Linked DNA regions of Mus musculus: region 1 is linked to region 2. Evidence: chromatin contacts called from public Micro-C data. All regions are on one chromosome and are shown on one strand. Each heading gives the region's core, a stretch centred on a gene start, on an enhancer-like site or on the middle of the called end of the contact. The rest is flanking DNA. Distances are from core to core; before and after follow the strand shown.

Region 1 (7,335 bases), core at 4,458-6,957, 41 kb before region 2:
CTGTTGTATGGTTATCATGCCTCTTGCCCAGAGGGCACACTATAGTATTCAAATACAGAAAGCAATGACCTCCAGTCTATACTGCCTTCTATCCGATCCCTTTACACATAATTAAGATAAAGTTTCATTTATAAATTAGTCATTCTGAGAGCAATAGCTCATAATAAACTAGAATTATATATAACCCAATACTGTCATAAAATGTCTTCAACAACACATGAACTGCTCATTTCCAGAATTTTTCATTTAATAGTCAGTGCTACAGTTAGCCATATATAATACACACATACAGTCCTGGGATTACAAGGGTGATTCACACTGCCTGGCACAAATCCACTGATATGGGGAGGTGACTTGGCAAAATTCATTCACAGTGACAGACATCTAAAAGTAGCTCTCTTAAGGTGTGGAGAGAGCTGGGGATGTGGCTCAGTGGTACAGTGTCTGCCTAGCAAGGGTAGAGTCCCCATCCCCTCCTCAAGCAAAAAAGCAAGGAGCAGAGGAGCTAGAGAGAGGCCTTTGCAGGTCAGACAGCTGGTTGTGTGAGCAGGAAAAGCAAGGGCAGGGCCCCAGCAAGAAAATAAAAAGGCAGATGTGGCCCTAAACTCATGCAGCTCAGCACTGGGGACAGTGGGGACAAAAATGAGAAGATAAGAGTGAGCTGGCTGGCATCCTAGCTCCAGGTTCAGTGAGAGACTGTCTCAAAAAAAAAAAAAAAGAGTAAAAGGGTAAAGGAGAAAGGCAGGCTGATGTGGAACTCTACCCTCCACACACATCTGTACAAACATGAACATATTCACACACATGCACACCACACAGACACACACACACACACACACAGGACAGGTAGAAAGCAACTGAAAAGATACCTAATGTTGACCTCTGACTTCCACGAGTACACACACATATATTTGCACATACACACATATGTTTATACACAAACATGTGTGCAAAACATAGGGATGTTTTTATCTGGCTGATAGTTACACTGATGTCTGAATTTACTGAACTTCAAAGCATCTCTGCATTATACTTCAACTTTAATTTAATTTAATTTAATTTAATTGGTGGAGAGGAGTGTGTGTGCCAGAGATCAAACTCGGGTTAAGCATACATTGTACAGTCCCAAACCCTTAAAATATCTTTTTCCTTGAAAAAATATAATTATTATGTGTATCTTATGTGACATGCTAGGATCTCATGTGGAGGTCAAAAGAGATCACTGTGGAATTCTCTCCTTCCGACATGGGGACCTGGTGATCCTGGCAAGTGATTTTACCTGATGAGCCATATCTCAGGGAAATGTTAGGCACAGTACCTCACACCTGTAATCCCAGAACTTGGAAGCCCAAAGCAGGAGTGTAGCAAAATTCCACGCCAGCCTGGGCTACATAATAAGTTCCAGGCCAACTTCCCCAACTCCCCCACCACCCCTGACACACACACACACACACACACACACACACACACACACACACAAAGACAAACATTTCTATCTTCCTGCTTCTCCGACCCCACCCCCCTAAGCCCAGCCTCAGCGCGTGTTTCCAAAAGAATCCTTTAACCCAAAGTGGTCAGAAGGGAAAATCCTGCCGCTCTCAGGCCTGCCCATAACTTTCCCTAAAGATGCCAGATCTGCACGCTCCAGGGAGGTGGAAACCAGCAAGTTAATGGCCTGCCTGGTACCTGTTAAACAGGGTGTCCAGGCTTCACCTGGTGTTTACAGAAAGAACTTGGGGCCAGATTCTTTGGTCCAGAAAATACCTTGTACCCTGTCTAATGGTAGGCCAGTAGGCAGCCACCCTTGATCTTTGGAGCCCAATCCAGTTCCTTGCTTACCATTAGGGGTCTCTCCCCAGGCTCCAACCTTGATTGACTCCTGCTACCGTCCCTACATGCTGTTCAAACCTATTTGTCTCCCTGCTGCCCTCCTGATAACTATAAGCCTGAAACCCATAGCCCTCCATCATCTGGCTCTGGCCACATCTATTCATGGCCTCTCTCTAACTGAGACCCTATGGACACGTTCTATTAGCTATTTCATGTCACGGTACATTTAAACCCTCTGTGTCCCTGCCTACCAGGCCAGCTCACCCTGCCTCTCTGCCCATAAGAAGCATTGACTCCAATATTACCTCTGCCTCACCAAGCACACACTGGCTCACGGGCTCTTAAGTCTCCCTCAAGGCAGTCATGGATGGCTGTGGTCCTTGCAGCAGCTACTCCCTCTAGGTTATTAGTGCCTCAAAGCCAACATTCTACCCCAAATCCAATGCCTGCCCAGAGCTGACCTCAGCCAAGGTTTCTTTTTTTTTTTTTTTTTTTTTTAAAGATTTATTTATTTATTATATGTAAGTACACTGTAGCTGTCTTCAGACACTCCAGAAGAGGGAGTCAGATCTCATTACGGATGGTTGTGAGCCACCATGTGGTTGCTGGGATTTGAACTCAGGACCTTCGGAAGAGCAATCGGGTGCTCTTACCCACTGAGCCATCTCACCAGCCCCTCAGCCAAAGTTTCTTAACCACCTAAATGAGACACATTAAGAAAGAGCCCTAGGCCAGGCAGTGGTGGCACACACCTTTAATCCCAGCACTTGGGAGGCAGAGGCAGGTGGATTTCTGAGTTCGAGGTCAGCCTGGTCTACAGAGTAAGTTCCAGGACAGCCAAGGCTACACAGAGAAACCCTGTCTAGAAAAAAAAAAAAAAAAGAGCCCTAGTTCTCCACCAGGGCATGGATGCCCCAGAACCATAGCTACTCCACACAACACATAGATTCAAACTTCTTTGGCTAGGCTAACTTGACAAACACCACGAAGCAAGCTGCAGCCTCCTCAAAGAGTCTGATTCTTGCCTACAACCACTGCCAAAGTCAGTCGGCACAGCTGGAACCCCAGGCCAACCCTCTATTCCCACCCAGATCGCAGCAATGGCAGTAGCTGGGCAACATTCCAGGGAGTCCTTGTGATTGACAGCTCTTTCCTGTCTCCAGGAATGTGCTCAGTGACTCATGGCACCTTATCACTGAGACCTTTGGAAACTTTCGGAGAACTAAACCTTTGACAAGTTGAGGTTAGAAGCAGGGAGCCCCCCTCACCCCCAGTGCCCAGCCTGCCTTTGGGTTGGGTGGGGGTGGGGTGGCACAACACCTGCTGCAGGTGGATGGATGGTAGCTGGGCTCCACTGGAAGGTGCAGAGAAGCAAGAAGGAATATAAGGTACTAAGGACCACCCCCACCCATACACCCTCCAGCCCTAAGGACCAGAATACCTTTGTCTCTCCTTTTCTCCAGAACCTTCTCCACCTTAATGTCCCCATCTTAATGTCCCCAACAAATCAGTGGCCCAAGTGCCGTGAAGCCTAAATGTACAGCTGGCCATGGCAAAGCTTTTTGGAATCCCAATTCTGTATAGTGCAAGCAAGGCAGGCTCCTAGGCAGTTCTCATTGACCCATCTATAGAATGGGCTGTTCCCCCAGCCCTGAGCCTCCAGATTCTACCAAGCAGATGTGGATACAGAGGGGGTTAGAAAGTCAGGAAGGCTGACCACAACAGAGCTACAGGCAGTACCAGGGTATCCCCAAAGGACAAAAGCTCTCTCCGGACAGCACCATGGCCCTTGCCACATACCACAGTGACCTGAGACCTCGTGACACCCTCTAATCAGCAGCTCTAGAGCCGAGCCCGGCTTTACAGCTTACCACAAGCTTATTCAGCCTCATCTCCCTCAATCCCTTCAAGGACAAGGCGAGGCTGGCCTTAGCGTCCTTGTCGCCTGGACAGCCAAGCCCAAGCTAAGAGAACTACCCAAGGTCACCATTAAGAGGAACACAGTCTTTCTGGGGACAAGAAGACTCTTGGATCCCCAGTTGACATATCCAATGGGTAGTATGCCCCACCCATTTTACAGATGAAGAGACTGAGGACAAGAAATACTGCCCAAGGTTAACTGAGTGGCTGAACCAAGGCCTAAGACAACCTCCAACCATCTGCCAATACCATCCTATTGTGGGTTCTCAGCTGGTGCCTAGGTCCCCCTCCAGCCACCCACCATCATCTTGCTAAAACACCTCCCTCTCACCCCCCACTCCCCGATGACTCCCTGGTAGAGAGGGAGGCAGGCAGGCCGTTGCTAAGCACTCACCAGCTCTCTCATAAAAATAAACTCCTTCTGGCTTAGAGACTCTGAGTGAGATCCCCTCCCTACCAGCAACAAAAAAAAAATTTTTTTTTTCTTTTAATTTAAAAAAGATCTCTATGACATTTATTTGAAAGCTAGCTGTGCCAAATCGGAGGCCAATTTACTGACATCCAATTGGAGCCACGTGCTACCAATCCGCAGTCCGAGGACCCTCCGGGTCAAGCGCCTGGCCAGTCTTTGAGATGATTTATTTCCCCAGGCAGGAAATGGGGGCCCAGGCTGTCTCCCAAGCCTTTGGGGCTGGTCCTAGGGAAGGCAGGGATCTGGCAGAGGCCAGGCAGTGACCAAAATAGCCAGGTCGGTGGCCCTGCTGAGCACACGCCTCCCTTGCCGCCAGGCTACAGCCTAGGTTGAGGCTTTGGGACTGTAGGATCTGTTCCTGAGACTGGTTCCTTGTGTGGCTTCCCCAGTGGGAGCAGACCAGAACCTCCCACCCAAAAGAGGAACCCATAAAGTGAAGGGGAGCAGTCTAGAGGAAGATGTGTTCAGCTGGTGCTACCCATTGCCCCTGGCTGTCGTTTCGGGCCTCAGCCCTGCTACTCAAGCCTGGGAGCGACTGTCACACCTGCGTGCCACACCCAGGCAGCACCTGGAGCCATACCGCCCTTTTACCTCTCCTAAATACTACGAAGAACCAAAGATGTCCATTGGGCCCACTGGGCACAAGGGATGGCCTCTCGGGTACAGCTAGAAGACACTAGACTTGCCCCCAACCACAGATCCAGGGATCCAGGCACATTCGGGCACACACACGTGCACACGGCCAGGGTTCCGGAGACACAGCCACACGTACAGGTTCACATAGGCAAGATGTGTGTGTGTGTGTGTGTGTGTGTGTGTGTGTGTGTATCAGAAGACAGAGCCACACGGCCACACTACACTCAGGTAAGGCAGCCCCGGACATAGCCCTGGTCATATCACACACCCCGGGGCGCACATGTACACGGCTGCCTAGGGTGGAGAAACAGCCACTCTCAGAAACAGAGACATCCAGGGACAAGGAGGCACCCCGTGGGACACACACACACACACACACACACACACACACACACACACACCTGCCGCCGCACCAGCAGCCCCAGCCCCTTCGCCAGGGAAACAATAACTCCCTCTCCAGCAGAGCTGAACAGGAGACCCTCAGTCCCTCCCTCAGGGGTGAAGGGGATGAAAGAGCGCGGGGAGGCCAGACCCGCAGGGACCCGGTGAGGTGGCGGAGCGCGGCCCGGGGAGGGGGCTGCAGTCGCGGCCCACACGCCCTGGGTACCTGGGTGGCTAAGCCCACAGCGGATGGCCCGGGGCTGGCGAGGCTGGCGGGACTGGCGGCGATCGCGGCGTTGGCGGCTGGGCACGGGAGCTCGGCAGCAACCAGGTCCCGGAGCACGACGCTGGCGGCGGCGCGGAGGAAGCGGTAATTTATAAGCGGCTTCTCCCTGACCTCGCGTGTCTGTTGTCTGAACAGGCAGCTCTCCGCATCACCCATCCTGCTGGGTGGAAAAATACCAGCTTGGCCGGGCCTGGGCGGGGCCTAGGGAGGGGCCTGGTCTGTCGGCCACGCCCACACACGGGGCGCGCGCGCGCGCGCGCACACACACACACACACACACACACACACACACACACGCACGCACGCGCGCACGAGCTCGGACACACAAAGAGCCGGAGCTCGCCTCGTCGAGCGCGCGCACCCATCCTCATGCTCCATCCAAACGCTGGTGGCTAATGGCACTGCTCAGGCCTCTCATGCAGGCGATGAGGAGTTAGAGACCCAGACCCCTGGCTCATCTCCTGTCCTGATATTACCACACCACAACGCTCTCTAACACACCCACCTAGGTCTGTGGACGAGGCCTGTGGCTGCCGCAGCAGCTAGATCCCTACCAGAATCTGCTCCTCCCCCATTGCCCCGAGTCCTCTCAGGGCCAGTGTGCAGCTCTGCAAGCCTGGCTGAGCTGCCGTGGAAGTGATAATGGAGGCCAAGTCCCCCACCCCCACCCCCACCCCCACCCCTGGCCCACATGAGGCTGTGTTTTCGAAGCGCCCCGACTTCGTCGTGGCTGTGTGACATCAGGCAAGTTCCCCAGACCTTCTGTGTCTTAGTTTCCTCATCTGTAAAACGGAAATAAAAATAGTGGAACTCATCACTTCTGGCTGCTGGGAGGGTCCAAGGTTAACAGTGTAAAGAGTCTGAACAGGACACCAGGCACCTAGGAAGTGCCAAACGAGTGTCAGCAAATGTGACTATTTTTAAATGGAGATGGGGAGTGTGCCATTATTCTTGTCCTTATTTGAATGAGCATGTCCTCCATCTGATTGTACACACCCACAGCCTGGCTGAGCCTGAGGTGGCGCTGTGTGACCTTCAGTAAGGCCTTCCCCCTCTCTGCTTGCCCACTTCCTTTTCTTTCTTCTCCACTCTCTCTGCACATAAGTGTCAATTATGTAGCATGGCTATCCTGTCTCTTAAACTGGGAATGGTAGCCCCAGACCTGACCAGCCTGAATCCATTGTCCTAGGCTGGCATAAGACACCAAGAAGCAAAATAAGGTGGTGGTGTGACTCAAGCCTTTAATCCCAGCGCTGGGAGGCAGAGACAGGCAGATCTCTGAGTTCAAGGCCAATCTGGTTTACAGAGTGAGTTCCACTAAGGCTGCACAGAGAAAACCCGTCTTAAAAAAAAAAAATCCAGACTCACATTTCATTACCCACAGCACAAAGGGCTGAGACCAGGGGGTAGGTCAGAGAGTAGGAAAGTGGCTGTTTTGAACCCAGAGCAGACTTCAGGAAGCCCAGAGCCTTTGGGCAGACAGAAGGGTGGGGGTGGGGAACAGAGGAAGCAAGGGCTGTAAGGCTGCAAAAGCCTGCAGGCATGGTGTCACAGGACTCTACAAAGAGTCAGGGCAGGGGAGGCCACAGAGGCCTGGCAGGCCCAGGGATTCAATTCGGAAAGCCTGGGCAGGCCTGAGCCTAAGAATGATCGACACAGTATCACACAAGGGATGACTGGGAAGAATGGGAGGAGGTGGCTCAGGCCTTCATCAGTCTCCCCTTCTGTAATGTCAACTCGGTGAGATCTGGTCCTCGAACTCCCATCAAGTACACAAAGCATCACAGGCCTGGTGCACAGAAAGTGCTCA
Region 2 (6,378 bases), core at 2,250-4,749:
GTCTGTGCTGAACTTACAACCAGATTGGAAGTCTGTGAGCAGAAGGGCTGAGTCTGGGGTCTAACTCAGTCGTAGGCTCTAACTATGAGGGCAACCTGAAACCACTGTCAGACCCAAGTATTGGAGGGATGAAGGCTCAGCCTACATCTGTTTACAAGTTCTGCTAGAAGCACACAACAGTGCAAACTGGGAGTCAGAGCCACTTGACTCCCTCCCAAACTGTGGACCCCTGCAGTAAACTGACATTTCCCTCTGTCCCTAGGGAGCCACCTCCAGGGATGCCCACACAGCCATCCAGGGCATCATCAGCCCCCTGCAAGCTCCTCCGGCTCCAGGATGGTTAAGGGAAGAATCTGTGGGAAGAGGAGGCGGGATGGGGTGAGCACTCAGTCCTCCCCCACCCCCAAACCCCAAGGCCCTGCAGCCCCCTTGGAGTGGGCATGTTGACAGGAGGCTTAATGAGACCCAGAGGGAGGTGCTCTCCCAGGGCCACCTGGAAGGAAGCCCGGTTTGGGGATTAAATTAAATGCTGGTGTATGTCCCAACAGGCACAAAGGCGCGAGCCCGGGCCGGGGCCCAGTCACCGCAGGAGTCTGCCATAATTACAGGGCAAAATAAGTTTCGGAACTTACATAAGTCCGCTAAGTGAGCCTTGAGGGTTAGGCCAAGTTGCTCTCATTCTCTTCTAGAAATCACTTGCACTATGAGGCTGCGCCTGTGATCCGTGGTCACTTCCTCAGGTGACAGGGTGGGAATGAACATAGATGGAGAACTTGGTTCTTGTCCCCATCTTGTCGAGAAGGCAAACTGAGGGTCAATAAGCGAAGACTACTTGTGTGAGACATAACAAGCTTCAGGCTCCATGTTCCAGTCCCACCTCAAGCTATGGGAAGAGGGACGGTACCTACCCACCACCCAGTGAGGACCGTCTGTGCCAGAAAGGGAACTTACATACCCGGCAGAGACACCTACATGATGAACACTGGCTGAACAGGACACAGCAGGAAAAGAAAGGGTCCCGTGCCAGTACCCGAGTACCCGTGCAGTCCTGGGGAGGCAAGGGGCAGGGAGGGGTGAAAGCTTACCCCTGGAGCACAGGGCAAGGGTTCTGCAGCTGTTCCATCCTCACAGGATCTTCTGGTCGGTAAACAGAGGCTCAAGAAACCGCAGTCACTTACCCAAAGTAACAGCCCAGGGATGGTAGCACTAGAGTTAGAACTGATGGCTGCAGGACTCTTAATGGCTATGTAAATCTTAAAAAAAAAACCTACTATGTGCCTCACGCTGAGCCAGGAAATCTGCCTTCCTCAGAACATTGGACAAGACAACAAACAAGATGAACACTAGAGGACTGTTACCTCTCATTCCACCTCACAGATGCGGAAACTGAGCAGAGAAGAGGAATGTAATCTTCTAGTGTGGCCTTTCTATTCTTCCCTCTCCTCCCCCTCTACCCTCTCAGTGTAGGTAGGGTCCCATGGAACCAAAGCTGGCCTCAAACCGGCTGTGTGGCTGGGATAACCTTGAACGTCAAATTCTCCTGTCTCCACTCCCCAAGTACTGGGAGTGTTAGCGTTCACCACCATACTTGGTTTATGTGGTGTTGGGAATGAACACAACGATTTGTGCATACTCGAGAAGCCACATCCTCAGTCCTGGAGTACGCCTGCAAACTCAAGGCTTGGAAGGCAGCAGCGGGAGGCTCAGGAGTTCAATGTCATCCTACAGAGTTCAGTTCAGCCTGCGCTACAGAAGACCAAGTCTCAAGAAAACCAACAGCATGGCCTGGAAGCATGTGTGCGCGTCGCACACACACACACACACACACACACACACACACACACACACTGCCAAAAGAAAAGCCAGGTGCTAGGTGATACACGCCTTTAATTATTGTGGGAAGGCAGTTGGCAGATCTCTGAGAGTTTGAGGCCAGCCTGGTCTATAGAATGTGTTTGAGGCCAGCCAGGGCTGCCTAATGAGACAAGGTCATCAAAAGAAAAGGAGAGGAGGAAGGAGGAGAATAGGAGGCTGCAAAGGAAGGGCTGGCCTGCGGGGAGGTGTGCAGCCTCACTAACCAGGGCCTGTGGATCAGCACCACAGGACCCGCTTCCCACCTGGTCCTCCTGCCTCTACTTCCTGCCTACCAGGATCCCAGGCACGTGCCACCACACTCAATTTTAAGCTTCGTGCGTACCCACTGAGCTGGGTACCCAGTCTATGTTGAACATCCTCTGTGTTTCTTACAACATTTCTTTTGTCTGGTTTTAAGTTAAATAGCTTGTTAATATTTGTTTTTGGTTTTTTGTTTTTGTTTTAGATAGGTTTTACTATGTAGCTTTGGCTGTCCTGGAACTCACTTTGGTAGACCAGGCTTTGAACTCAGAGTTCTACCTGCTTCTGCCTCCAGAGTGCTGAGATTGAAGGGTTTTTCAGACAGTCTCACATAGTCCAGGCTGGAATTGAATTTCTGATCCTCCTGCCTCAGCCTATTATTGCTGGGATTATAGGCCTGTACCCATATGCCATTCTCTGGCTGAAGTTTTTATTCTCAAGTAACATCTTCATTTAAAAAAAAAGTTCATTTATGTATTTCATGTGCACCTGTTTGTGTGTATATGTATACACACACCTGCAGATACTCATGAATACCAGAAGAGGGTGTTTGATCCTCTGGAGCTGGAGGCTCTGGTGGTTGTGAGCCACCTGATCTGGGTGCTGAAAACTGAACCCCAGTCATCTGCAAAGCAGCAGAGCCCTCTTCCCACCCTCACCCCCAGTTAAGAAATACCACAGATTATTTTCCTGGCTTGGGTGGTTGTGGATGCCTTGGTTACTCCATGTTACCATATCCAGGCCAGATGCAACTGGGCAGGGGACAGGAAGCAGGCATCCTGATGAGGCCTGAGAAGACAGACATCCAAAGGGCACAGAGTGGAGGAGCGTTCTCACTTCTGGCACATGGGACACTCTAAGCCAAGTGTGTGAAGGTTCCCCTTCCCACGGTCACCAACTGGCTGGGGATGAGAAAAGACAGCACTGTGTCCAGCTGGGGTTCATGGGAAGGTCAGAGGACAAGACAGAGCAGCTGCTTGCTTGCACCAACCAAGGAGCTCCAGGCCCAGGGCCCAGGAGCCAGCTACACCTGTCTACAGTCAGGAAACCTATGACACACTCCTTTCTGTGGCTCCCCTGGACTCAGGGATCTCCTCCTCCATGGATCTCTGTACTTCTGGAAGCAGCCCAGTGACTGGCCCTGTCCCCCAACAATGGAAACCACTTAGGCTTATTGCTACCAGTCTTTGCAACAGTCGGACCCTGTGCCAGGATGAAATGAAAGGCCCACCCTTTCCCCCAGCAGACCTTCTTCAGCCTTTGTTTTCATTGAAAGGCCAAGTCCCTTTTGAGAATGTTCTTAAAGATTCTTGATAGTATCTGAGTTCTGTGGCCACAAATAGGACGTGACTCATTTTGAAGCTGAAGCTGGAGCCGGAGCCGGAGCCGGAGCCCAGCCTGGGTCTCCATGTGTAAATGAATGAGAGAGCAAGTATGTGGGGGAAGGCTGGGGGAGAGGGCAGGGCAAGGTTGGGTCAGAAACCTTGTTCAGCTCAGGAGGCCAGTCCCTTGCTGCCACATCTCTGCTGACACCTGGATGCCCTGCCCTGGGATGGAAGAAGTCCCTGTAGCTTCCCAACTTCTGCTCCCGGTGCAAGGATGCAGCCTCTTGCTCCAGGGCTACAGAGGACCAGGTGCTCACCATCCCCAGGAGCTCTCTGCCCTACATGAGGGGGCATCCTGGCTGGAGGCCACATCTGTGACCTCTGATGTGGGGACACAAAGGCATGTACCACCAGGATCAGAGGGTAATTCCAAGCACCAAGCCCCCAGCCGCACACACACTTTTATTCTAAGCCTCGTACCCCTGAATTTGCTGTATCACCCCAGTAGGAGTCATGAGGCTCCTGTGAGCTTCCTTTACAAAACTATGTAAACAGATTCGTGAGGGACTGACCCCCCCCCCCAGCCTCTGCCATTGTTGTCAGCCTAGGACACACTAGCTCTCTTCTACTTCAGGGTCTTTGCACAGGCTCGTCCCTCTTCTTCCCTCTCAGAGTCATGCTATCCTGGGGTTTTGGCTTCTTCCCTTCTTTGGACATACCTCCTACAGACCTTTCTTGACCACCTTAAATGTGGGGGACAAGTCTAGGTGGCTGTTCCTTTGTAACTGCCCTGGCAGAAATGAAGATGTTCTAAAGAGACACTTGTGTCTCTCCATCTGAATTCCAGACTATTGAAACAATAGACTCCCCCAAGATGGGAATGTCCCCAGGAATCTCATACTGGGAAAAGAAAAAGGTGAAGCCAGAGAAGAACTTGTTTCCTAGAAAGAGATTTCTCACAGTTCTAACAGCTTGTCAGACCGCCATACAAGGGGAGACTGAAACCCAAACAGTGATGGGTCAGTGATGGGGTGGGGCCACACCTTGAACAGGGCTGCTTAGATGCACACATCCTTGGCCTCTATTTAAACTTTGTTGATACTTCAGGACCCCGAAGACAGACTTAAGGAGGTTCTCTGGATCTCTCTGTCCCTCTTCCCAAGGTGGCCACACTGAATAAATCTCCTTTTCTGCTTTCTACAGTTAATTCAACTCTTTTGATTGGCTTATTAAGGATGCGTGGCTGGACTCAGCTTGAGCTGCAGGCTGTAATCTCCAAATTCAGTATCACCTTCACTACCCAAGGAGGCCCGGGAAGGGGACATCAGCCTGTGGTCTGGCTCAAGGTACCACATTCTGATTGTGTGGGAGAAGGCCAGGCTTTGGGCTGTGGGTTTTGGACCCACTATCTGCTAGCTGCTGGTCCTCACCATCATGCAACCTGCTATTGACTGGTGCCTATGAAGAGATGGCACCTCAAGCCTGATTTAGCAGTAGGAGAATCTGGGGCTCAGCACTGTTCCAAGGCCACCCTAAACAACAACAAAAAAGACAGAGACTGCAAATCCCAGCTGTATCCCCCTCTGCTTCCTTCCTGCTCCATCCCTGTCCTCATGGGTCTTCTTTTTTTTTTTTTTTTTTAAGATTTATTTATTTATTATATGTAAGTACATTGTAGTTGTCTTCAGACACTCCAGAAGAGGGAGTCAGATCTCGTTACGGATGGTTGTGAGCCACCATGTGGTTGCTGGGATTTGAACTCTGGACCTTCGGAAGAGCAGTCGGGTGCTCTAACCCACTGAGCCATCTCACCAGCCCCTCATGGGTCTTCTAAGGTTTGCCCTTCTACCCTTAAGACTGGCTCTGATTCACAAAGCCAGGCAACAGATCCAGAGGAGAGTGTCTGTGCCAAGGAGGGAGGCTCCAGGGCTGTGGACCCTGGGGTGAGTGAGTGAGTCCTGCTCAAGCTTCAGGAACAGGGAGATGAAAGCAGGTTGACCAGATGGCCCTGTTTGTCCTTGATGGTCTTGATCTGAGCACTGAAAGGTCTGTTCCCTGGGGTGTCCTCTGCTCTGGGCAGTTTGGGTTGCTCCAGTGAAGGGAAGATGAGGTGAAGGCGGGGATGGGGTAGTGAGTGGTAGACAGGTACCAGGGCTTAAAGACTAGGCCTGGGAGAGGAAGGGCTAGATCCCAGGGGCCTTGAATGCCAGGAACAAAACTAAAGAGTCAGGAACCCGTGAGACTTACTGGGGTCACCTCTGGCAGAAGGAGACCTTGAAGGGGAAGAAAGTAGCCTGAGTGTATTCCCCAGAAACACCTCAGTGTACCCTCCAGTTTCACTTGTCCTTGCTTGGCTTAGAAATCACCAATCTGAGCTACACGTGGTGGCCCACACTCAGAATGCCATGCTCAGGATGCTGAGGTGGATTGCCAACTGGGTGATGGAATGAGATTTTTGTCTCAAAACAAACGAAAACAAAAAGTGTGGTAGTACCCTCCTGCCACTCTAACACGGGGACAATGGAAGACAGAAGATCGGAAGTTCAAATTCATCCTAGATAAAGCAAGTTTAAGGCCAGCCTGGGCTACATGAGAACTTGGTTTAAGAAAACGAGAGGGTAGCTGGAGAGATGGCTCAGTGGTTAAGACTATTTCCTGTCCTGGCAGAGGATCCAGGTTTGGTTTCCCAGCACTCATACGGTGGCATACAAGTGTTTGTAACTCCCGTTCCAGGGAATCCAATGCACTCAGTGACCTCTGTGGTCTCCTGTTCACATGTGATACACACACAGATATTGTAGTGGCTATTCCTGGTTGTCAACTTGACTATATTTGGAATGAACTACAATCCGGAATTGGAAGGCTCACCAGTGACCCTTATCTGGAGGCTTGGAGATCCTTATCTGGATCTTGGTTTGGAGATCTTGAGCCATAGTGG

What was found. A called contact is a pair of places that touch in the nucleus more often than the background predicts.
Region 1: a contact with region 2 is called in a Micro-C map of muscle stem cells, with 5 times the contacts expected there. The contact joins the promoter of Slc6a6 here to the enhancer-like site in region 2. A contact is called at or near these places in 4 of 39 promoter capture datasets (the 3T3-L1 cell line, frontonasal cranial neural crest and liver), 1 of 15 datasets of contacts at CTCF or cohesin (the NIH/3T3 cell line), 14 of 484 Hi-C or Micro-C datasets (the C2C12 cell line, the HL-1 cell line, cerebral cortex and 6 more), 7 of 115 datasets of contacts at active chromatin or transcription factors (the SCID.adh cell line, bone marrow-derived macrophages, embryonic fibroblasts and 2 more) and 3 of 9 other capture datasets (adipose tissue, liver and pancreatic islet).

What each region holds. Positions count from the first base shown.
Region 1 is chr6:91,682,439-91,689,773 of GRCm38.p6, reverse strand. Slc6a6 (solute carrier family 6 (neurotransmitter transporter, taurine), member 6) reads right to left here and starts at 5,707. Exons shown (of 15, transcript NM_009320.4): 1 at 5,466-5,707.
Region 2 is chr6:91,640,327-91,646,704 of GRCm38.p6, reverse strand. No RefSeq gene overlaps it. Among named protein-coding and RNA genes, the nearest start is that of Gm40387, 17 kb to the left of the region's middle. Within about 2 kb of position 3,499, at least 21 of the 459 cell types and tissues checked have an H3K27ac peak or open chromatin away from gene starts, as enhancers often do. A contact at or near this core is called in the C2C12 cell line, the HL-1 cell line, the NIH/3T3 cell line and 3 more, where this site is marked.